Linked DNA regions of Mus musculus: all the other regions are linked to region 5. Evidence: chromatin contacts called from public Hi-C, HiChIP or PLAC-seq and promoter capture Hi-C data. All regions are on one chromosome and are shown on one strand. Each heading gives the region's core, a stretch centred on a gene start, on an enhancer-like site or on the middle of the called end of the contact. The rest is flanking DNA. Distances are from core to core; before and after follow the strand shown.

Region 1 (4,034 bases), core at 382-2,881, 3.0 Mb before region 5:
ACAGGACCCTAATTCTCCCACCAGAGAGCAACAGTGACTATCCCCAGGAATGTAGGGCTACGGCAGGATGAGAGGCCCTGGAAGGTTCCAGACAGAAACTGGAAAGTTCCCAGGACCAGCCTCAGTTTCCCCATTGCTAGGGAGGCATCCTCTCGGGGGTCAACGAACTCCACTGAAGGTGGAACTCGCTGTTTCTACCTTTGGGTGATTGCCAAATGCCTGTGTGGACAGAGAGACCCATCCTGACCTGAGCCTGGCAGGACACACACAGCCTGTGCTGGCAGCTGTGGCTATTGTTCCTTAGCTTCATTTCAGGCTGTCACTCCAGCCCAGGCATTCGCAAACACCCTCCCTCTTCAGACCCTTCTCCCCCACCAGCTTCGTAATCCCCCTACATAAGGGCTCAGAGGTGGAGAGACAGTGGGAGGTGCGTGCCTGCCCCTGCCCTCTCCCTGGCTCAAGGACAGACAGACACCTCCAGAATTAGCCTCCCTCCCTCCCTTATCTCCCATAATACCTCAGGTCAGACAGATGGAAGTGGAGGCAACATGCCTCACCTCTGGGTCACAAGGAGCCCCACCCCAGGAGGAAGAAGGTTAATTAGAAAAGCTGGTGGCAGTGAAGGAATTCCTTCCACACACAGACAGCTGTCACAAGAGCGAAGGAGACGTCCAATTCAACTGCCTGTATGGCCCGCCAGCCTGTTTACCACTTCCATTCTCTGTAACGCATAACGCAGCAGTACACGGCCACAGAAGCCTACCAGATCCAGCCCTGCAGTCCTGTTATTCTGCCCTGGGCTCTAGAATGACTTTACCAAACACCACCTATTTCCCATCCCGTGGGGGCAATAAGAGGTCTGACTCCCGCTTCCGCTAGGGGGCGCTCCTGGGCGAATGTGACTCCTCTGGTTAGGCAGGTCTGACGCCCCAGCTAATGACATGTTGGGGTTCGCTCAGCGGCACAGAAGAGGTTGGAGAGCTGCCCCGGCTTCTCACTCCCTGCCCCCATCCCAAAACCAGAAGGTGGGGTGTAGCGCACACAGCCTCCTGAGAAACCCACGCCCCTCGTGCTTGTCCCACTCTTTTCGAAGACCAGGATCCACTAGTCCAGTGCCACTAATTTTACTCAAACACCTAGTGGTTCGGTGCTGAAGGCAGCTGGAGGGTGACCGGGCGCCGGACCATTCTAGAACGTCCTGATCTCCCACATCTGCCCCAAATACAGAGACCCGGGACCTCAACAGCACCCTAAGACACTTCCAAGGGTCCCCAATTAAAGTATTCAAAAAATTCCAGCTCCAATAACTCCCCAGGACCAAGGGCTCCGAGCACCACTAAGAGCAGATGTCCAAACCCCCTATCCATCTGCCCAGTAAAGTCGGCACCCCAGTTCCTTCTTTCCAGGGATCCAGGCGTGAGCTCCCCACACTATTCCCCTGGACTTAAGGTCCGAGTTTCCAATAAGTCTTCCCAGGAACGCGGTATCCGGTTCTGGGGTGGCTGGACCCTGGGTGGGGGTGGAACTCACGCGTCGGGGCAGATCCTGGCACCGGGGGGCTTTTCCTCGGGCTCCGGCTCCGGCTCCAGCGGCGGGGAGCGGAGGACGGGGCGGGGCAGTCGCCTGGGAACAGGTTAGACGACGTGACTCTGACTGGAGGGAGGCGTGTCCCTCGGAGGAGGGGGAACTGCGGTTGCCTGGAGCACCTTGGGATTTGTAGTCCCGAATGGGCGAGGCGCCGCCAGGGACACTTCCATTTGGAGTCAGACGCGATCCATTTGACAGTCAGCCAGAGCTAGGTCCAGAAGATCATGGACGTCCTGGACGGCGAAATGCACAAGAATTTAGACCCTCACCTCACTATGGGTACAAGGGAAGAACCCCTGAGCCCTTTCCCACTCCTCCAGGCTCAGTGTCCCCTTGCCTGAGTGAAGATTTGGACACTTAAGGAGGAGATGGGAGGCGCGGAGAAATTCACACGACCAATACTATGGCGAGAAAAGGACCCACCTTAATCAGGACTCCAAGCCCCGGGTTATCTGTCTAAATAAAACAAAAAATAAAAATAAGGGGCCTCTAATCCTAGTACTTAAGAAGCAGAGACAGGCGCACCTCTGAAAGTTCAAGGCCATCCTGATCTACACAGCGAATTCCGAGCCAGCCTGGACTACATAAAGAGACCCTGTCTCAAAAAAACAAAACAAAACATCACAGCATTGGCGATTTACTGGCGTGCCTAGCAACAAGCTGAACTACAATCCCCAGCAGACTCCTGACCGACGTCCATCGCCAGCCACCTTCGAGTTATCTGGGAATTGGAGTTTTGAAGCCCACAAAGGGCGAGCCCCAGAGTTTCTCGCCCACGCGCGAGGGTGGACACATAGTCTGGAGATTCCTGGCGGAGGGAACACTCCTTCGTAGCCTTGGTGACCTCTGTTCTCAAAAGCCTCAGAAGAAGGGGGGAGCATCCCAATGCTGGAGGAGTCTCCAAAATCTCCGCAGAAGGGGCGGGCAGCGACGCTGACACACCGGCCAGGAATGCAGTCGAGTCTCCCTGTCTCGCCACCGTCCCGCGGCTCCACCCGCCACCCCATGCGCTGCAGTCCTGCTGGGAGGGGGCGTGGGCACGTCCCCCAAATCCCACGTGCACGCGCCGCTGTTTACTTGGGCCGCGGAGCAGACAGGGACCGACCAGCTGCACCTCTACCTGCCTCGGAACCGTGAGGAATACTTCCCATTCCGGACACTAAGTCCACGAGGACATCTACAAGTCTTCCCTGACACTAACCCTCACCCCGTTTCAAGCCAGGCTCTGGGGCTCTGGGGTCCGAGGCTCCTCCCATGACTCTGCAGACTCCTCCCCCTCAGTTTCCCGCTTCCCCTAGACTTCAGAAGCTCCGCCTCTGATTGCTATTAAAATGCTCCGTTCGTACACTTTTCTCTATTTTCCGACCTGGTTCAGTTAAATCTTCCACGTTCGCTGCACCAGGGACTTCCGAAGATACACTCTAGCTTTAAAAGTACAATCGTGACAACCAGAATTCTTACCTAGCTTTTGCAAGAATGCTGCAAATAGATCTTCTGTCTCTTTAAAAGCCGTGGCCTAGGCGAGTCACTGCCCCTTTAAGACGGTGTTGGAAGAAACCACGTGAGCAAAGTTGTCGGGGGAACAGGCACCCTAGATCCGAGCTAGCTTGCGTTTCTGACGAACAGGGAACTGATTTCCCCCTGCAGGGCATCGTCGAGAAATTATTTAATCCTATGCTGTGTGAAATTTAAGAGTGGAGGTTATCCGGGTTCTGCAAATAGTGACAGCGCCGAGCCACGGCCCAGCTCTCCTACAGGACTTGGATGCTTCCGGGTGCGGCTCCACCCCTTGGATCCACGTGGTGGGCAGCGTTCCGCGCAGGTCCTGCGTGGGCCCCTCCGGAGCTGGAATGGCGGGTACCCAGGCCTGCAGTGAGTGGAGCTTGAACTGGTGGAGACGAAGGGCATCCGGGAGGGTCTGGGTGCAGAAGGGGTTGGGGAGGGCTGCCGGGCGGGTGAGGGACCAACGGGTACTTTGAGAGGTTGGCCATGTCAAAAGGACCCCCCCCCCCGACTGTCTCCTCTCAGGTGCCACTCGGTTCTCCTGCCCTCCCCACTTCACGGAGATGTCGCCAGACTCGGAACCCTCCCGTTTCTCCTTGGAGGCGCTTACAGGTCCAGATACAGAACTGTGGCTTATCCAAGCCCCTGCAGACTTCGCCCCACAATGGTGAGTGTCGCTTCCAGGCCACCTACGGGGAGGATTCCCCCCCACCCCCCCACCCCAGAGGCTGAACTCACTGTAGAACGTGAACCAGAACTTTAGAAGGCTTTTTTTGAAAATTCGAGACAGAGTTTCTCTGTGTAGCTCCGGCTGTCCTAGAGCCTGTTATGTAGAGCAAGCTGACCTCGAACTCAGAGAGATTCTGCCTCCGGAATGCTGGGGTTAAAAAGGCGAGTTGCCACCACCGGACTAGATGGCATTTCTGAGCAACCCGGAAATGCTG
Region 2 (4,287 bases), core at 1,143-3,642, 2.8 Mb before region 5:
GTGGCCTATCTTCGACGATAGGAATCCCTGAGGCCTGGATTTCTTTACATCTTCATATTCCTCACAGTAAGACAGCATTTCAGGCTGCATAAATGCACAGAGGACATCCATACAGTGGGAGAGCAAGGCCACTGCAGCCACTAAGGACTAGGTGCCCTACAGGCTGGGAGAATACAGACTGGACCACAGTAGGCAGGCACTAACTGCTCCTGTCTCTCCATAGCCTCTGTACAGAACTGGAAACAGAGGCTCAGGTGGGTTATGTTCCCCTGCCCAAAGTCATCATTGAAGGGGCAGGGTAAAGCCGTTCCCTAAACCACAAAGCTAAGACTAGTCCCAGGACTTGGAAGAAAAGCAGGAAGCTGAACAGGCCAGGAGGTCCAGAGTCCACAGCTAGGCTCTGGCACAAGCCTCTACCATGATGAACTGACTGTAATGGAGTGTGATCTTGGAGAGTGACCAAATTCCTGCCTGCGATGGCTTACTTTTTTCTTCTATAAATTTAAGTTGTCATCCCTGGTTTGTGTCCTGCAGATCTTGGAACTCACTTTATAAGTAAAGATACTTCATAACTTGCACTGACTCTCCTGCCTCTGCCTTCCAAGTGCTGAGATTGACAAACATATGGGACCAGTTTGTTTGTTTGTTTTGTTTTGTAGCCAGGGTTTCTCTGTGTAACAGCCCTAGCTGTCCTATAACTCACTCTGTGGATCAGGCTGGCCTTGAACTCAGAGATCTGAGATCTACCTGCCTCTGCTTCCCAAGTGCTGGGATTAAAGGCGTACACCACCATGACAGGCTGGTTTGTCTGTTTAGTTATTTATTTATCTTTGGTTTTGAGACAAGGTCTCATGTAGCCCAGACTGAACTCAATCAGGTATCTTAAGGTAGCTGACCTGTTCCTATTGTCTCAACCTCCCAAACACTGGGATGTGAGTCTATACCATCATTTCTTGCTTCAAAATCCCAAAATTTCCACTGCAAGACCTTTGGCCCAGGCAGAAGCTCCACCAAAACCCAAAATGACCAAGAATCTTATTAAACACACATGTGGAGGAGAAAAGTCAAGGGTCCCCTTAGTGCCTATGTTCCACCCTTGGAGCCAACAATGTCCCTCAGTGGTCTGGTGAGATTCTCCTCACCCTTCAGTCTCAGTTGGAATATTCCCTCTACCCGGAAGTGCTCTTTGTACTCTATGTCAGGTCAGGTACCTAGTGGGCTCTGCCATCCCATCTAGATTGTCACTGTATGAGTCTTGGTTCGACAGACTGGTACTGGCGTAGATAGACCCTGTTGTTTTATAAGCAGGGTCAGCTCAAAACAAACACTCATCATATCATTTATAAGCTACATGGGGCGTTGGACAAACATGAACGGTAGTTCTCGGTAAATTACAAAGACTTCCCCCTCGTCTCTGCTTTACAGAGATCAGTCTTTTCTAGGAGCACACATCTGGTGCGTTTGCGAAGCAAGTGAGGTCTTTGCTCAGGAGACTCCCTTGGCTCACCCGGCTGCTCTAAACTCGAGTCTGCCTACAGTTCCTGACATAATGCGGACATATTAGGACCGTATCTTTCCCAGTGTCGGGCTAAGAAGCCTGCACGGTGCGGCTACCGAACGAAAAGGATCGGTGTGAGGAAACTCATAAATAAACGGAAGGACGCCCATTCTGGGTTCATCCTTTTGCCAGGTCGCAAGATTCCAACACTATCACGACCCTAACTCAGTGTAAAACTAACGCACAAGCTCTGTGCTCTAAACCCAGGGTGATACGCAAATCACCCACAGGGCCGAAGGGAAACTGAGGGACAAACTGGGGTTTCTGTAGTCAAGTGTCTCTCTTAAGGATGGCTCCGAAGCGGATCGCTAAGGGGACTTCTTCTCGGTCCCGCCCCTAACTTCTGACAATAAGCTCCACCCTGGTGTTTCTCACACCTCATCCTATTGGCTGGTGTAGACGTCAACCGCCAGAAGCCCTCTTCTCTATTGGCTTGCATTCCAAACTCGCGCGGTGACGCCCCTGACTGCTCTCCCTTCTTCCCTATTGGGTCAGTGACACGCCCCTCTAGCAGAAGCCATCCTCATTGGCTATAGCGTTTTGCCGGTTCGCGCCGGGATTGGTCAAGCACAGACGCCGTTCCCCTGAACTAGAAAGATCGGGAATGGAAGGGCTAGAGGCCTTGGGGTGAGACTCACGCTGGGCTGGCGGTAGGCAGATGTAGGTCTTGAAGAACTCGCTGCGGCGGGCAGCATCCTTGATACGGTTGGCCAGCGGCTTGCTAACCTGCCGGATGCCCAAGTAGAACAGCTTCGCCATGGGGAACGCGCCCACCACCATCTCGGCGGCCGCCCTGGGGCACGCGCAACCTTGCTGACTGGGCGGGGCGCCGCCGACCTCGCCGTTCCTCCCCCACCCGCCCGTGGGCCGTGCGTGCTTGCGTAAGGAAGGACTTGCCTACGTGCCTACGTAGGAGCGTGCGTTTGCACGCTCGCGGCGGAGGTGGTGGGGAGGGTGTTTGTCTGCTGGGGGGGGGGCGGGCGCTCGTGACGTCGCCGCGTCGACGCCTCGACGTCCGTACGTTGGGTATGCAAATGTGCGGCGGAAGTGAAGCGTCAGAGGGCGGTGCCGTTAAACGGCCGCTCGTGGGAGCGTGGCCGGAGCCCTAGTCCCGACGTACTGACGTCACCGCGTCTTGCGTGATGTCACGTACTGAGTCGATTTCCCTGCCCATAGGAGGCGCCTGGTGAGTCCCAATTAAGTCTAAAGAGTCGGGGTGCGCCTTCCCGGCGGTTAGTGCCCTCGCCGGGGAGGGGAGCGAGTCAGCGCGTAGTCATACAGACCTGCCGCTTTACTCACTCTCTGAAGTTGGAGGAGTGACTCAACCCTTCAGGAAATCGGTTCGTTCTTTTTTTGTTGTTGTTTTTTTTCCCCTAATTGTTTTTAAAAGCCGGTCTCGTGTAACCCAGCCTGGCTCCGAACTCAATGTGTAGCCTACGCTGTCCTTGGAACTCCTGATCCTCCTGTGTCTGTGCCGCAGTGCGGTGCTGGGATCACAGCCCTGCGCTACACGGCCCAGCATTGATGTCAGCATCCCCGTGAGCAAAATGTCACACATAACAGTACCTGTCTTGTGTTTTCTGTGTTGTGAGGCTTGTGTCTCTGAACCCCAAGGCATTTCCCATCTTAGGAGGGGGGCTCCACCACTGAGCAAAAGACTCCAGCTCCTCCCAGGGGGGAGGGGGTTAGGCGGTGACTCTATCGCTGCGCCATGCTCACTGAGTGGCTCTACTAGTCAGCTTTGTGTGTGAATCCTGAATGTAAAACACAGGAAGTAACTACATGTAGAGCATGTCCCGCAAAGCCCAAATGTGCACTACAGCTAATCCATCCTTTTCCCAAGTAACCGAGTGAAAGACTGAGGGTCCCATAAGAACGGGGTGACACGGGGCTTCTCAGCCACCACATTGCCTAATATCACTGGTTCTCAAGCAGCCTGACTTCCTCCTTTGGAGGGTAAGGGTCCCCAGGGAGCTGGCTCAGGAAGGAACTTTAAGGACATGTCCCAGACTGTCCTCCCTTACCCAGCAGGGAGCAAAATCATATAAACAAAGTCAAGACTTAGTTGAGAGAAATTCCTGGATGGTGGCGTGAGGATGGGTAGTTGGGGACGGGAAGGGACCGGAAGGCAAAGGAGCAGAGGGGTCGTGGCTATCAAGAGAAAAAACTGGTGACACATAGCCAAGGGACCCCGGACTTTCCCATCAGTGCCTTTGGTCAAGTCCTCGCATCAGGGGACCCGTGCTTCATTTATATTGGTGGCAGCTGGGCCTGGTGTCACACAGCTGTCATGGAAGCACTCAGGAAGCTGAAGCAGGAGGATGGAATGTTCTAGGTCAGCCTGGACTACATAATGAATTCAAGGTCAGCCTGGGCAACTTAGTGAGTCCTGACTCAAAATAAAATGTACAAAAATAAAATAAGATGTCCATCAAAGAGGCAAAGTGTAGCTGTGTTTGGTAAAAGCTCCTGCCTAGCTTTTATAAGACCCTGGGTTCGATGTCCACTACTGGGAAGAAATCAGGAGGGCTGGAGAGATGGCTTAGTGGTTAAGAGCACTGACTGCTCTTCTGAAGGTCCTGAGTTCAAATCCCAGCAACCACATGGTGGCTCACAACCACCCATAATGAGATCTGATGCCCCCTTCTGGTGTGTCTGAAGACAGCTACAGTGTACTTACATGTAATAATAAATAAATCTTTAAAAAAAAATCAGGAAGAGCATATGTG
Region 3 (3,869 bases), core at 533-3,032, 2.7 Mb before region 5:
ACCGCTAAGAGGAAGCAGGGTTAACCTCAAGGGAAGTGGGGAGTGGGGTGGAGAGGAGCAGGCAACCACAGGCCGGGAGGGAGGGGACTCAAACCCAGGACGGCACACACAAGCTCACATGCACACGATCACACAGCGCCCAGTGAAGACCTCAGAGCCTGTCTTTCCAGCTGTAATTCGGGGACACTTGCCCACAGCATCAGGGATCAGAGTCCCCTGGGCCTGGAGCTGACTCTCCCCCAGTTTTCCCAGCCTCCGTCACAGTAGCAACTCCAGTAGGACAATAGTCTAAGACCTCCCAGACCCAAGGATGCAAAAATCCCCAAATTTAGGATTTCCGTCATCTTTTCCCTGTATGTACACATAGTATACGCCTGCGTGGTTGTTGTGTGTTGTGTAGAGATGTAGAGGTCAGAGGTCAACATCGGGCATCTCTCTCCCTGGCTTTGCATCTTACATTTGACACAGGGTCTCTCAGTGAACCCGGAGCTCACCAGTTCAACTAGACTGGCTGCCATGAGGCCAGAGGATCCTCCTACCTCGGCAGCCTTGACATGGGATCCTGGGATCCATCGCCAAAGCCTCATTTCCTTCAGCCTGGAGCCCCTAAACTCCAGGACATCTGCTGTGGTTCAGCCAGCCATCAGTCACTACAGTCCCTCATTATCACCACTGGATTCTCCGGATCCCCATCTCTCTGTCTCCCCCACTTCCTCACGTCACCCCTCTTCTAGGATTGCTTTACAGATATCTGTCACACCTGGGGATGTCCCCTGCCAGGAACCCCCATCAATTCAGAGCTCCCATCATTTTGCCAAACCCCCTTCATTTCTTCCAAAGCCATTAGACACCATATTCTTTAGGAGCTCCTTCACCTGTTGCTTTGCTCGTCGACCCCTAAGCCACACCTCGGCTCCTTACAAATCCCGTCAGCCCTGGGTATGGCAAGTCTTAAGACTCCCTCCAACAGGCCCAGAAGGCAGGATGCATTTCTCCGTTCTCCATCCCCTGGGCCTGTATCCTCTTAGGATTCCCCAAAGCCCACAGAATATCTGTCACCTCCGTGACCCCCCTCCCCCATTTCCTCCCAGAAGCGCCATCACGTCCTGAACACTCACCACCGGAGAGAACCTCCCCACGCAAAGATTCCCCTGCAACCTCTCAGGACTCCATTAGCTCCAGGATCCAGGCTCCCCTGGGATGCCCAACCTCGGGGCCTTCTGTCACTCTGGGACCCCAGCGCTCTCGGCACCGGAGTCCCCAGCAAGCAGAGCACTCACCCGCTGGCTCCCGCTGCGGCAGCAGCCGGGGTAGAAATAAAGCTCCCGGCCCAGGTTGAAGCAGACGCGGTCTCCTCCCGCGCCCAGTCCGGAGGGCGTGGAGGGCGGCTCCCCAGCGCCATCCGGGTCGCCTAGGCGCACCAGGCTGAGGCGGACGGCGGGCAGCGCGGGCCCGGGCCCGGGGCCGGCGGGCGGCGGGGACGACGCGGGACCCGCGGCGCCGGGCCCGGAGGCTGCGGCGGGCCCGGGCGGGGGCTGAGTGGGCTGAGGCGGCGCCGGGGTCTGAGCGGAGGTCGGGCCCGACCTGCGCGTCGCGTCGCCGGGGAGCAGCTTGTAGAAGCCCTCGCGGGTGCGAAACTGCGACTTGATCTCCGCGCAGTCGCCCATGGCGGCGCTGGGGCCCGGGCCGCCCTCCGCGCCGCCCGCCGCCATCTTGGCCGCCCCCCGGGCCGCACCGCAGCCCGACCGCCCACCGCCAGACCCCCCAGCCGGAAGTTGAGGGGCTAGCACCGGAAGGGGTAGGGTCGTCGTCCGGGTGACGCCTCTACGATTGGCACCCAGAGCCGGAGGCGGGAGAAGCCGAGACAGTTGCTGAGGTAACGGTTCTGGGGCTGTGGGCGGAGGCAATATGTGGGTGTGGTCAACGCGACAGACCCTCGCGTTTGGTTGGCTACGAGGTGTGACTGTTGGGAACGCCCCTAGACCCTAACAACAGCGCCCTGGGAACCGTTTGCCCAGCAACGGAGAAGCCTCAAAGCCTATTCAGAAGCCTCGTGTTGTTACAGCTGACTCCGGGCGATTCTTGGTTTTGTTTTTTAAATAATAAAAAAAAAATGCATTTATTTTTGCGTGTATTTGTGCGTGAACGAGCATGTAGAGGTCAGAGGGAGCCAAGTGCCTTCCTCCATGTGGATCCTAAAGATGGAGCTTAGGTCTTCAAGCTACCTACCTGGCAGCAAGTGCCATTACCCGCCGATCCATCTCACTGACCTTTGGTCTCATACTTGTAGCCCAGGCAGTTTTCAAACTTGACCCAACATCTGGAGTCTCAGGCCTGAGACACCACGCCCAGCTCTTCCCTTCCTCGCTGACCACCTGTGGTCCCCTGCTGCTGTCAGAGTGAAGTGTAGCCATCTGTCGCCTATCTGACCTTGTCTACCTTTTTTGGTTTCGGTTTGGTGATGATGGTTGTTACCTTGTCAATTTGAGGCTACCTAGAATCGCAATGAGGGACAGTCTACTTGGGGTTGGCCTGTAGACCAGTCTGAGGGAGATTGCCTTAATTGATACAGGAAGACTCAGTCCATTGTGGGAGGTGCCATTCCCTAGTCAGGGAGTCCGGAACTGTGTAAGAGTGGAGACCCAGGCTGAGCACAAGAAAACAAGCACACATGCCCTTCTTCCTGCTCTATTCTGGAGACAGCCCTGCCTTGACTTCCCTGCTATGATGTACTGAGACCTGGAATTGCAAGCTGAAATAGCCCTTTCTCCCCTAAGCGGCCTTTTGTCAAGGTATTTTATGTTTTATCACATTGACAGAAGAAGATTGTGTTCTGTTTTGCTCCCCCCGCCCCCCTTGTGAGACAAGGTCTCTAGTTCAGGCTGACCTCCATCTTACCTTGTAGCTGAAAACAAACAAACAAAACAACAACAAAAATACCACAAACTCCAGATCTTCCTGACTCTATGTCTTCCAGGTTGGTACTACACCATGTGCATTGACGGGCTTGAACCCAGGATTTTGTGCATTGCTAGGCCAGCACGTGGCCAACTGGCCGTAAACTGCCATGTCCCATGGAGGTGCTTGGGAATCAGTCCCTGGTCTTTTGGAAGAGCAAACAGTGCTCTGAACACCGAGCCATCACACCAGCCCCCCGCCCCCGCAAATAAAATGTAAAAATAAAAAACAAATGGGTGGAATGACTTAACTTCAGTTCCCAACACCCACATCTGGATGGGTGGCTCACAACTACCTCTAACTCCAGTGACATGGGATCTAGCCCCCTCTTCTGGTCTCTGAGGGCATCTGCACACACACGTGCAAACGCTCAAATACACAACATTTTAAATCTTTTTAAAACAAATCGGCATTAAATCCCAGGGCTTGGGGTGGGGGGCAGAGGCATGTGGATCTCTATATTGGAGGCCAGCCTGGTCTACAGAGTGAGATCCAGGACATCCAGGGCTATACAGAGAAACCCTGTCTTGAAAGACCAAAAATAAAACGAATATGGAGAAGGAATGATGAGCCAGCTGCCCAGGATACTGAATGAATATGTGACTAAGCAGCTGTGCTGGGGCAGTTTTATTTGGAGCACTGGGTGGTTTCCTACCTGTGTCCTTCAAGGACAGGGAACGAAACCAATAGGAAAATACAATCTGTTGCTACGAATAAGGGGAAGGGCTATGGGAAGGAGCTTGGGGCCTCAGTCCTCCAGGTCTTCATCCTCCTCCTCTTCCTCATCTTCCTCCTCTTCCTCAGCGGCTGCCAGGGCCTGCTCCTGAGCAGCCTTCAGGGCCTGCTCCTCCTCCACTGTGGGGTCACTCATCTCCGTGATTTCGGGGCCGCTGGGGTACTCTTGCTGAATC
Region 4 (3,971 bases), core at 1,272-3,771, 2.9 Mb before region 5:
CCTCCAAGACTGAAACATTCCATCTGGCAGAGAAGTGCTTTAAACAGGAAGGCAAAAGACTCACAATAGGAAGTCCCTGAAACTGACCACATTTACTAAGCCCCTCCCTGCCAAAGTAAGCAATAAATTATGGCTAAGAGTCTCCCCACTCCTAAGATGGAAAGATGCCAAGCTGCAAAGGAGATCCTGACAACAGACCAGCTATTTGGAAGACTCAGAACCTAGCCAAGCTGCCTGCAAGAGGTTTAGACCAACTAAGACATCTGGAGAGAGCACCCTCCAATCTGTGGAGCAGTCTTCAGGCTCTGCAGGGTGCTCCAGGCTCCCAGCTTTGTAAGCTGTCACTCATGCTGGGGCGGGCTTGGGTGACGCAGCTGTCTTTGAGTGACTTCTCCCGTAAGTCACCCCTCACCCATGCACACTCCTGTAAGTAACTCTAATAGAAAATTCATCGGTTCAGCAAATTGGACTTTGGTCTCTTCTGAGCTGGCTCCCTGTCTAGGGTGAATGGACATGTGTGTGTGGCATCTCCCCTGGAAAAGTTTTCTTTCCCTAGGCTTGGCCTGGGGTCTCCCAGGCTTTTTGCAGTTGCTGGTGGCATCCTTCTTAGTGGGTACTTAAGAATCAGGACCCTGGCCAGCGATGCAGCAGCCGTTGGCAGAGGGCTCCCCTAGCATGCAGGAGGCCCCTGGATTACATCCCCAGTAATAAACCAGGCCTGGCGACAATATAGAGGTGAGAGCAAGATGTTCATTGTCATCCTTGGGTACATAGTAAATTCTAGTCTTTGTTTTAAAAACAAACAAACAAACAAACAAGCAGGACATAAGATCAGATATGCCTGGCATGGTGGAAGGTGCCTTTAACTCCAACACTCAAGAGGTAGAGGTCATCCTGGCCTACAGAATGAATTCCAGGCCAAAGGTGGTACATAATGAGACCCCATCTCAAAAACAGACAGAGAAAGGAGGAGGGCAAAGGGTAGAAAGAGGAGGGGATGTTCACAATAGGGGGAGGGGATGTTCACAATACGTGTATATATATTCTTTCCTTCTGGATGTGGATAGAACCCAGGACTTCACACATGCTAGACATTCATTCCACTTTAAGCTACATTCCCGCCCTCACATCCCCTTTTGTTTAAATCATTAATATTGATATTATTATTATTATTATTATTATTACTACATATGAGTACTGGTTGTTTTCTGTCTTTGCATGCATGTGGAGATCAGAGAACAATTTTTAGGAGTCATTTTTCTTCTTCCACCGTGAGTCCCAGGGATGGGACTCAGGTTGTCAGGTATGTGTAGCAAGCTCCTTTACCTGTGAACCATCTTGCTGGGGCTGATACCTGCTGATTGCTAAACACATGCCACCGATTATATTAATGCACTAGTATTTTATTTATTTATTTTTCGAGACAGGGTTTCTCTGTGTAGCCCTGGCTGTCCTGGAACTCACTCTGTAGAACAAGCTGGTTTCGAACTCACAGAGATCTCCCTGCTTCTGCTGGGATTAAAGATGTGTGCTGCTGCCGCAGCTGCCACCACCACCAGACACCACCAATTATTATTGTTCAATTATTATTGTATACACACTTTCTTTTCTGTCTCCTGAGCTAAGTGGGAAGGAGAGGCTTCCAACACCATCAAGCCTGAAGAACTCACCGGGTGTGGGTTCCTACCTGCTCCAATTCTGCAGGTCCCCCAGATTCAGGGACCCGGAAAAGCCACCTATCCTTTGCTTAGCTATGAGTACTGAAGTTTTAGATCAGGGAGGGAGCACATTTTCCAAGCTCACCGAGTCACACAGAATCCGTGACAAAGCTAGTGGGGAGGGGACTGCATCCTTACCCATCCCTACACCTGGAGATATCACAGACTCTCCAATTCCTCCTGAGCCTCAGTTTCCCCACCTAGACTGATTATACCCCTCTCGCCAGAATCTGCACTGGGGACCTTGCTCTTTTTCACCAGCAGGGGCGCTGCACCGGTTTGGGGAGGGTGGGGTCCCAGGGGTATAAGCAGACCTGGGATCTGGAGTTGCACCTTCTCCAACCCGGGTCAGCAGGGGCCTTCTGAGGGAGTTTAGGCGCCTGTCAATCTCAGCCTCCGGGACAGCGTGGAACTGCGCAGGCGCGGGCGGGTTCCGCACAGCGCAACAGCGGGCGCGCGCAGGAGCGAGGGATTCCCTCTGACGTAATTGCTAGGATACCAAACAAACACTGGGCCGCGCTGGCCGAGCTCCTTATATGGCTAATTGCGTCACAGGAACTCCGGGGAGGGCGGGGCGGGATCCCCTCCCGCGAAGCCCCTCAGAACGCAGCCTTGGGGACCCCCGAGACCCCCAGGGTCACACTATGGGCAGGTGGCAGGTGCACGAGGCCCTGGAGGGCGCCACAAGGAGCTCAGTCGGCGGGAAGGGAGAGTTTGGGAGGTTTGTGCATGGAGTTGCGGGTGACGCAAGCGCGGGGGCGGGTCCCGGAGGCATAAATTCAGCCCGGCAGCTCCCGGTTTCATTCATAAGACTGGAGCGGCTACGCCGGGGACACGCGGAGCCGGGGCTTGCTGGACTTGACTACTGGTGACTCTTTCTTTTTCTTCTTCTTGGAGGCCGTGAAAAATTTATATATATATATTTATATATATTTTTAAACTGGAGAGAAAGTTTTGTGGGTTTCCTTTTTGCAAGACTCTTTCTAGATCGTTCTTCCGATTCGTCCGGAGGATAGACTTTCTTTCTGTGGGCTTCTGGATCGCGCCCCTCTGCTCTCCCTCATTTCTTGGGACGCTTCGACAGGATTGGAACTGCATCTGAAGCGCACGCTGCACCGCGGCACTGCCCGGCGGGTTTCTGGGCGGGGAGCGATCCCCGCGTCGCCCCCCGTGAAACCGACAGAGCCTGGACTTTCAGGAGGTACAGCGGCGGTCTGAAGGGGATCTGGGATCTTGCAGAGGGAACTTGCATCGAAACTTGGGCAGTTCTCCGAACCGGAGACTAAGCTTCCCCGAGCAGCGCACTTTGGAGACGTGTCCGGTCTACTCCGGACTCGCATCTCATTCCACTCGGCCATAGCCTTGGCTTCCCGGCGACCTCAGCGTGGTCACAGGGGCCCCCCTGTGCCCAGGGAAATGTTTCAAGCTTTTCCCGGAGACTACGACTCCGGCTCCCGGTGTAGCTCATCACCCTCCGCCGAGTCTCAGTACCTGTCTTCGGTGGACTCCTTCGGCAGTCCACCCACCGCCGCCGCCTCCCAGGTAAGTTTTAGATCGTAAAGATTCTACTTTAGTGGTTGGGGGGGGGGGTGTTTCTTTCAGGCTAAAGTGTAGATTGAGCATCCTCTCAAATAGAGACGCGCCAAAACCCAGGATCTGGGATTGCAATAGTTCGGTTTGCACTTTGGTTTTTTGTTGTTTGCAAACTGCAAAGAATGGAGTGATGTTTGCAAAAGGTTATTTGCGCGGAGCGCGGGAAAGGAATGCAGCTGGGCAAACGTTGGCGATGCCCGGTGCAAAGTATATACCCGGTGGTTAGCAGAAGCTGAGAACTTTTAGCCGAAAGCCGGCTCCCTAAGCCGAAGCTAGGCAAGTAGGGGAAGAAAAAGAAACAAAAAATTCCAGAGAAGCTTCCAGGAGCCTCCTCCTCTTCCCTCTTCCTTCAAAACGCGGACTGCAAGTCCGCAGTCACCCTCCACCCAGCAAGAGTTAGGGCCTCGAACCCCGGTCACGCTGCCTCCGCCTCCTGCGCGGAGACGTAACGGGGGACCCGTGCGTAAAGGCTGACGCGCTGGAATCCTCCGTCTGACGCGGGGCACGCACAGCGCGCAGCGCCCCCTCCGCCCGCCCCGCCCCTGACGTCCCGGGCACGTTCTATTTTGGAACGCCGAGGCCACGTTGCTAAGGGAGGGGGCAGCGTGGCTTTGTGATTGGCTGTCGCGGCGCGAGCTTTAGCCAATCAGCGTTCCCTTC
Region 5 (3,965 bases), core at 19-2,518:
CATGTGGTTGCTGGGATTTGAACTCAGAACCTTTGGAAGAGAAGTCAGTGTTCTTAACTGCTGAGCCATCTCGCCAGCCCCAGCTTTGAACTCTCTCTCTTTTTTTAAAGATTTATTTATTAATTTTATTTATGTGAGTGCACTGTAGCTGTCTTCAAACACACACCAGAAGAGGGCATCAGATCCCATTAGAGATGGTTGTGAGCCACCAGGTGGTTGCTGAAAATTGAACTCAGGACCTCTGGAAGAGTAGTCAGTGCTCTTAACCACTGAGCCATCTCTCCAGCCCCAGCTTTGAACTCTTTTTTGTTTGTTTGTTTGTTTGTTTGTTTTTGTTTTTTGAGACAGGGTTTCTCTATATAGCCCTGGCTGTCCTGGAACTCACTCTGTAGACCAGGCTGGCCTCCAACTCAGAGATCTTCCTGCCTCTGCCTCCAGAGTGCTGGGATTAAAGCTCTGGGCAGCCATCATCACCCAGCATCAGCCTTGGTTTTTGACCCAGGATATCTTCATTGGGATATGGGTTTGTTGGTTAGATAAGTGTGGGTCTGAGCAAGGCCCAGAAAACCTTCTCCCAAGTGCTGGGATTACAAATCTGCACTACAAATTTGTTTGTTTGTTTGTTTTGTTTTTGTTTTAAATAGGAATATAGATATTAAACTCAGGCAAGCACTTTACTGAGCCATCTTTTCAGTCCTTGACGGTTTTGAGACAGGATCTCATTCGTAGTAATTCTCCTACTTCAGCCTTGTGAAGGCATGAATGCTGGGATTACAGGCACGAGCTCATAAATTTAGGTTTGCTTCTGTTAACAGGATCTCATGTAACCCAGGCTGGCCTTTAACTTTTGATTCCTTTCACTTATTTTTGTCCAAAAGCTGTGATTACAGGCATAGCCCACCATGATCAATTTGAGTCTTGCATCTTACATAAGGATTTGAGAATGTGTCAGGAGAGGAGAGGGCAGAGAGGAGTCCTTCCTCTTTTTCTGTCCAGGAGGAAAGTCTAGCTTTCTTTTGTTTTATTTTTTTCGCCTCAATAGGTAGTGAGCTCCATGTGTTGTTATTTTAAAGTAGTATCTTTATTTCACCACACCATCGATGCTGGAATCCCGGTGACAACTCGATCCAGATCCGCTTCATAAATGACCGCGTGGACATCCTCGAGGAATCAAAACACCCGCCACTTTTCTTTTTTTTTCTTTTTCCTCTCCGGGATTGATTGGCGTCTCCATCACGTGATGGGGCAGCGAGCGGGCCTTGGAGTCTTCGGTATCCACGTGGTCTCCCGCAAAGCACGGAGGTGGCACTGCGCAGGCGCGGCTCTCTGCGCAGGCGCAAGCGCGTCCCCGGTGCACGGACTCGCTGCTGGCGGTTAGCGAGAGCGGGAGCGGGTGAGCTGAAAGCCGGCGCCATGGTAGAGAAGGAGGAGGCTGGCGGCGGCGGCGGCGGTGGCATCAGCGAGGAGGAGGCAGCGCAGTATGACCGACAGATCCGCCTGTGGGGACTGGAGGCCCAGAAGCGGTGAGGGGCGCCGCGGGCATCCTGCGGGCCGGCGTGTGGGCCCTGAGGGAGTGGGTGCGGCCCTGTTGTGGAGCGGAGGCGGGATTGCTGCACTTGGGTTTCCTAGTGCTTCAGAACTGACGAATGGACGGTGTTTCTGCAAAGTACCGGAGGTGGAGATGTCCCCTGTGTAGTATTGAGAGTGTCCTTGGAGGAGGCGGGGGAGAGGGAGGATTTGAACTTGAGGCTCCCTCGGTGTCAGTACCTGGTGATGGTGGGATTTAGGTGAGGCTTGTAGGGTCTAAGTGGGGTGAGCATTAGTGCAAAATAGGGGGGTGGCGGGCTGAGCTCATTAATTTCTATGCATGGGAACCTGTGTTGGACGCCCTGGGGACTTGACAAACCCCACAGGCTCCTCTAGAGGAGTGCTTGAGGGCAAGTCCTGACAAAGGGACCCCTGGAGAGGCGCAGAGTGGCCCAATTTATTCAGCACACAGCTACAGACGTTGGGTTGTTTGTTTGTTTGTTTGTTTTTCTTTCCCCTTCCCCCAGACCAGGTTTCTCTCTGTGGCCCTGGCTGTCCTGGGCCTCGCTCTGTAGACGATCTCAAACTCAGAGATCTGCCTGCTTCTGCATCCCGAATGAGTACAGGGATTAAAAAGGCACGTGCCATCACGCCTGGCTTCCTTAACATATTCAAGTTATAAATTATATTTTGTGGGGATATGGTTGTTCATATTTTTAATTCTAGTACTCCTGAGGCAGAGGCAGGAGTATGTCTGTGAGTTCGAGGTTAGTCTGAGCTATGTAGTTCCAACACAGCCAGGGCTACCACAGTGAGATCCTGACTCAAATCAAAACAAACTCCAAAGGTAATTGTTTTTATAGCTTAGGCTGGCTTTGAACTTGCAGAGATCTTACTTGTCTTAAGTGCTGAGATAAATACATGCATCATCACACATTGGCTCCCTAGGCATTTTTGGGGGGAGCATTTTTTGGGGGAGAGGTTTTAGAATTTTATGTTTTGACTTCTCTGTACGTTTTCCATGGTGTTGATGTGGATGCCAAAGGACAACTTTGTGAAGTCAGTTCCTTTATGTAGATTTTTGAGGTCTAAACTCAGGTTGCCAGGTGTCCCCCAGGCATTTGAGACAAGCACTTTACTTGGTGAGGCATCTTACTTGGGCTCCTTGAGCATTTTTTATTGAACTAAATAGGCTCCTTCCCAACTTGAAGCTTATGTTTTGATGGGGACTAAGAGCAATATTCATAAATAATAAAGTTCCATAGTGATAAGGCTCTAGGGTAGTGTCGTACATACACCTGACATTGCAGCACTTAGGAGGCTGAGGATGGAGGAGTGGGCTCAAAGTTAATCTTCAGTACAGAGTAGTTCAATGCCATCGTGAGTTGTACAGGGACACCTAACCTCAAAAACCAAAACACGGGCTGGTGAGATGGCTCAGTGAGTAAGAGCACCTGACTGCTCTTCTGAAGCTCCGGAGTTCAAATCCCAGCAACCACATGGTGGCTCACAACCATCCATAACGAAATCTGACACCCTCTTCTGGAGTGTCTGAAGATAGCGACAGTATACTTACATATAATAAGTAAATAAATACAATCTTAAAAAACAAAAACACTGTCAGGCATGGTGATACAAGCTTTGATCCTATCAGAGGCAGGCTAGGTCTACATAAACACCCCAATCAAACCAGAAAGCTGGACATTGTAATCCCAGTATTCAGGAGGCTGAGGAGGGAGGGAGACACCATATAAGCAAGATGTGTTAGTGCATGTCTGTAATCTTAGCCCTTGAAAGGTAAGTGCAGGAAGATCAGAAGTTCAAGGCCTTGGCATGGTGGCATATACCTTTATTCCCAGTGAGCTTTAGGCCACATGATCTACATAATGAGACCCTTACTTTTAAAGTGGGGAGGGTAGGACCGAGAGAGCAGCTCTTGGAAGTAGGGTCAGATTTCATTCCCCCTCAACCACGTGATGACTCACAACCACCTGTAACTCTGGTTGCAGGGAATCTGAAATCTTCTGGCCTCTGTGGGCACTGCGCATACATACATATGTGTATATGTGTTGCACATACATACACTCAGATGTGCACACATATAGAGTCTCTGAAGAAAAAAGGGAATGAATATACTTTATTATACTGAGACGTAAATGAGATAGCACATGTACAACTCCTATGCCCAGCAGACTTCAGTAGATTCTCTGTGATTAGACAAGTCTGAATATTAAGCAACAAAAGAAGGGAAAATATTAAGAGTGTTGAACCACTGACATGCCTAAGAGGTTTTCTGAGCAGTTATAGTTTCAGGGCCAGAGGTGGAATCCCGTGCTGGGTGTGTGTGTTTTACTTGGGTTAGAAATACTCCAGCTTCCCAGCCTACCCCAGCGGATGTTTGATTTTCCCTTTGAGACAGGGTTTCACTCTAACCCGAG
Region 6 (3,846 bases), core at 869-3,368, 2.5 Mb before region 5:
AAAGGAAGTCGGCTTTGGACATTTTCATACGTGTGTTGGGGGTGGGTGCAGGAAGATAGGCAGGAAATTCTCTTCCACCCCTCCCCCAACTTCCCTTTCCTTCAATTTCTGCTGAGCACCCTCCCATGGATCCAAAGGAACTTGGGATCCTGTCCCACCTGGCTTGAGGTGAGGGGGTGAGAGCAAGAAGTGGGAGCCTGTGCATATGCCTGGGTGGGAAGTGGGCACCTAAGCCAGGCTGGAGGATATTATACTGTTTGTTGAAGACAAGAACAAGATTAGGAGGGGATTTTGAACAGGGCACTCATGAGGGAGAATCAATCTGTATATTATATTTTTGGGTCTTCTTATCAGAGATCCGAAGCGCCCTGAGGATCCCTCTTCTCCCATGCCCTACTTGTTCCCTAACATCGAGGATAGTAAGTGGAGTCCTGTGCTTGGCTTGTGTTTCTCTGCTGTGCACACCTCTCCCGGATGGCACACGTAGAGGGCCCGTTTTGTGCAGCTGACACATCTCCGAGGCGTCTAACACTGAGCTGCCTCATACACGTGTGCACACACCCATGTCCTCTGCTCTTGTACACCCTGCATCTCCCCCACATCTCTAGCGTGACACACCCAGTTATTCTACACAGAGCTCTCTGTCTTATACACATCTACACAGTTTTGGGTGTCACACAACTCCAAGCTCCAGGGTGTTTTAAGCATATGTCCCCAGTCGCTTGGAACTCCATTTTTCCCCCCGATTTCCTTGGGAACACACCCTCCATGGGTTTCACTGAACCACAAGCCCCAGCTCTCCCTTTTCATCCCCCCATCCCCCCCAGTTACACACCCCCCTCTGATGTCACTATTGCACACCTCCATGTGTCACACCCAGCCTCTCTAGAGTCACACCTACACCCTTTTCCATGTCACATCCTAGCACCAGCTTCTACTGGTCCCACTCCACCCTATACACAGCGGTATCCCCCACACAGAACCCCTTTTCCCGGTCCACGAATGTTCTCACGGTTCACACCCAGAGTCCATCCTTTCTGCCTCCCTACACACCCCCCTGCATGTTACACACCCCCTCTCACTGGTGTGTCACAGGACAAGAGCCCCCTCCGGGCTGGTAAGCACCTTCCCTTGGAGGACCTCACATCCGGCTCTCTTTTACACACATACTCACACACCCCTACCCCGTCACATCCATGGTCCCTTAATGTCACATATCCAGGCCCTACACGACCCACCACGGATACACACCTGTCCTAGCCTTCCATCTCTTTCCCCTCCAGTTTTACACACCCACCCTTTCTTCCATGTCACCCAACACACCCACCCAGTCTGTCTCCATGCACGGTCCTGCATACTGTCCACACCCGCCCCTTTCCGGGACAACCCTTGTTCAGGACATCCCCAGGGAGTGAGGCTCAGAAGCTCTCGGTCCACAGGCCTGACTCTACTCCTTCCCCTCCCCCAACCGGGACACGCAAGCCCGAGGGAACACCCCTGCCCCGAAAGGGTCACATCACACACCCCTCAAGGACACACTGGCCCAGAAGGGACCCACGCCCCTCATCCTTGGTTCCCTCATACACCACAAGGACACTTACCACCCCCTCCCCCCCAGCCCCTTTCGTCGCAGACAAAGCTCTCAGCCCCCGGGGCCTCGGCGACAAGAGAAAGGGGTCCGTCCGGGTCCCCATCTCCTCGCGGAGGGGTGCCCCTCCCCTCCCTGAAGCACTTGCACCTGCCAGCCAGGGATGGGGGGGGATGATGGAGGACGGCGATGCCCCCTTCGGCGCGCGATCCCCCCCCACGCCCCACGCCGCGGTCCCTCAGCTTTGCCTCACCTCCCGTGTTGCTGCGCTTGGTGCAGACCACCTCGGGGGGCGTCTCGAGGGGTCTCTTGCGGGAATCCGGGGCCTCGGGCTCCATGGGGGGGGCCTGGGGCGGCGGCTGCTGCTGCTGCGGCGGCTGCGGCGGCGGCGGCGGCTGCTGTGGCGGCGGCGACGGCTGCTGGGGAGGCTGGGGCTGCGGCGGCGGCGGCGGCGGCGGGGGCGGCGGCGGCTGCGGGGCCGCGGAGGCCGTGAAGAGGCCGTGCACCGCGCCGGCGGCCATCATCCTCATGGTGGGGGGGCGGAGGAGGGGGAGGGGAGGGAGGGGGAGGGGAGGGGGCGGCGAGGAAGGGGGAGGGGAGCGGCGGGGAGGGAAGCGGGAGGGGGCTGGGGGGGGGAAGCGCTGACAGAGCTGGAGGACGGAGGGGAGCAGGGTGGAGAGGGTATGGGGGGTGGTCTGGGATGGAGAACTGAGGGGTGGGGTCCTGGTCTCTCAAAGATCACCGAAGCCGGTCACTGAGCCAGTGGGGTGCAGAGGTGTAGACAGGACACCCTCTCTGTACCCTTTCTTGAGGGCTCCCCACAGATGCGAGGGGCCGAGCCCCCCTCCCAAGGCCCTGCTCAGGGCGGGGGGCCGGAGATAAGAAGCGGAGGCGGTCGCTAGTGGGGGCCCGGGGGGCGGCGGGCGAGGGCAGCAGCAGAGACCGGGCTGCTGGTGGTGGTTGCTGGCCCGAGCATCTTCTCAGCTAGGCTCCTACAGCGTCCTGGCCCCTCCCACCCGCGCAAGGTCACGCCCATGGCAGTCAAGGCCACGCCCTTCTGCGCCCCCATTGGTCCATCCTTGAAGCCTGGGCCACGCCCATCACGCTTGGACGCTACAGACCTGACTACCCCCCCCTGCAGGGTATAATAAGGACCGCGAGGCTCCTCCACGCCTTCCTTCCTTACCCTTCACCCTTTTATTTGCGGAGGGGCGTGGCTGGACAGAGTGTAATATAGCCCAAGCTGGCTTTGAACTCACTATGTAGCTCAGGCTAGCTTTGACCTCCTGATTCTGCTGTTTCCATTCCCTGGCCCCCCAAGCGCTGGGATTAGAGGGATGTGCATGGCATCTCTAGCTACCTTTTGCTCCTAATGAGCATCACTTGTGCACTTGCCATGTGCCAGGAGTGGTTCTAAGAGATTCTTACTTGAATCCCACCGGGGAAAAACGATAGGATATACTTTTAGTATTCTGTCTTACAGATGAGGACACTGAGTCTTAGGAAGCCGAAGCAGCCAAGCTTGGCGCTCACTCATGTATCCCACTACTTGACAGTATGAGGCAGAATTGCCTTGAATCTAAGGATAAGCTGGGCTACAATGTAAGACCCTTTGTTTAAAAAAAAACAAACAACCAAATCAACAAGAAACAAAACAAACAAAAGAGAAAAGAAGAGGAAACAATGGGTAGGGGTCAAATGAGAAATGTACCTTCATGTCATCTGACTGTCAGCAAGGAAATTCCCCCTTTGGATGGTCCATCTCTCCATGAAGAGTGGACCTAAGACTGCTGTCGGGCTCCTGCGACTGAAATCAAGTTACAGCAAGTAACTGCCACAGAAGCCTGACTGGCGCTAGGTCCTATCAACGGTACTGACGGCCCACCCACTGAGTGACAGATACTGCCCTAGACCCTGGGACACAGCACAGAACAAAACGGCCTTAGTGCTTTGTAGAGTAAGTATTATCATTCTGGTCACTCGTTAGAAGATTTTGATTTTTCAGATGACAGAATGGAGGCTGCAGAGAGGCTTTTCCAAGGGCACACGGCTAGACAGAGAGAAAACTGGGATTTGGACAGAGGACAAGTCTAATTCCAGAGCCTGAAGCCATAGGAGGTTCTTCTCGGAGTGGGTTGTTGCCAATATTCTGTGTTCTCAGATATATGCGTTTTCTGCTCCCTGGATTTCTGGTCCCCAAGGCTTCCTTCCTTTCTAGCTTGGTCAGAGGCAAGTTTAGCCCCAGAGGGGTCCACGAA

What was found. Promoter capture Hi-C pulls out the DNA fragments that hold promoters and counts their contacts. Hi-C and Micro-C count contacts between places; a contact is called where the count stands out from the background. HiChIP or PLAC-seq counts read pairs in DNA pulled down with a chosen protein or histone mark.
Region 1: an H3K27ac HiChIP or PLAC-seq map of epiblast stem cells shows a contact between it and region 5, with 9 times the contacts expected there. The contact joins the promoter of Ppp1r13l here to the promoter of Sae1 in region 5. A contact is called at or near these places in 1 of 39 promoter capture datasets (liver) and 2 of 115 datasets of contacts at active chromatin or transcription factors (epiblast stem cells and large pre-B cells).
Region 2: an H3K4me3 HiChIP or PLAC-seq map of embryonic stem cells shows a contact between it and region 5, with 5 read pairs. The contact joins the promoter of Opa3 here to the promoter of Sae1 in region 5. A contact is called at or near these places in 2 of 39 promoter capture datasets (embryonic stem cells and hippocampal neurons), 1 of 484 Hi-C or Micro-C datasets (B cells) and 3 of 115 datasets of contacts at active chromatin or transcription factors (embryonic stem cells, large pre-B cells and stem cell-derived neural progenitor cells).
Region 3: a contact with region 5 is called in a Hi-C map of B cells, with 7 read pairs. The contact joins the promoter of Dmwd here to the promoter of Sae1 in region 5.
Region 4: a contact with region 5 is called in an H3K27ac HiChIP or PLAC-seq map of embryonic stem cells, with 3 times the contacts expected there. The contact joins the promoter of Fosb here to the promoter of Sae1 in region 5. A contact is called at or near these places in 2 of 39 promoter capture datasets (hippocampal neurons and liver), 1 of 484 Hi-C or Micro-C datasets (B cells) and 4 of 115 datasets of contacts at active chromatin or transcription factors (astrocytes, embryonic forebrain, embryonic stem cells and 1 more).
Region 6: a promoter capture Hi-C map of stem cell-derived epiblast-like cells shows a contact between it and region 5, with 4 times the contacts expected there. The contact joins the promoter of Nova2 here to the promoter of Sae1 in region 5. A contact is called at or near these places in 3 of 39 promoter capture datasets (embryonic stem cells, hippocampal neurons and stem cell-derived epiblast-like cells) and 1 of 115 datasets of contacts at active chromatin or transcription factors (embryonic stem cells).

Annotation. Positions count from the first base shown.
Region 1 is chr7:19,358,813-19,362,846 of GRCm38.p6, reverse strand. Ppp1r13l (protein phosphatase 1, regulatory subunit 13 like) reads right to left here and starts at 1,631. Exons shown (of 13, transcript NM_001010836.3): 1 at 1,531-1,631. It overlaps Cd3eap (CD3E antigen, epsilon polypeptide associated protein), which reads left to right and starts at 3,364. Exons shown (of 3, transcript NM_145822.2): 1 at 3,364-3,459; 2 at 3,616-3,757. The coding sequence starts at 3,438.
Region 2 is chr7:19,226,494-19,230,780 of GRCm38.p6, reverse strand. It overlaps Opa3 (optic atrophy 3), which reads right to left and starts at 2,392. Exons shown (of 2, transcript NM_207525.3): 1 at 2,197-2,392. The coding sequence starts at 2,338.
Region 3 is chr7:19,074,113-19,077,981 of GRCm38.p6, reverse strand. It overlaps Dmwd (dystrophia myotonica-containing WD repeat motif), which reads right to left and starts at 1,782. Exons shown (of 5, transcript NM_010058.2): 1 at 1,281-1,782. The coding sequence starts at 1,712. Rsph6a (radial spoke head 6 homolog A (Chlamydomonas)) reads right to left here. Exons shown (of 6, transcript NM_031255.2): 6 at 3,535-3,869. The coding sequence ends at 3,707.
Region 4 is chr7:19,308,595-19,312,565 of GRCm38.p6, reverse strand. It overlaps Fosb (FBJ osteosarcoma oncogene B), which reads left to right and starts at 2,521. Exons shown (of 4, transcript NM_008036.2): 1 at 2,521-3,260. The coding sequence starts at 3,135.
Region 5 is chr7:16,385,199-16,389,163 of GRCm38.p6, reverse strand. It overlaps Sae1 (SUMO1 activating enzyme subunit 1), which reads left to right and starts at 1,268. Exons shown (of 9, transcript NM_019748.3): 1 at 1,268-1,523. The coding sequence starts at 1,414.
Region 6 is chr7:18,924,160-18,928,005 of GRCm38.p6, reverse strand. Nova2 (NOVA alternative splicing regulator 2) reads right to left here and starts at 2,118. Exons shown (of 4, transcript NM_001029877.3): 1 at 1,842-2,118. The coding sequence starts at 1,926.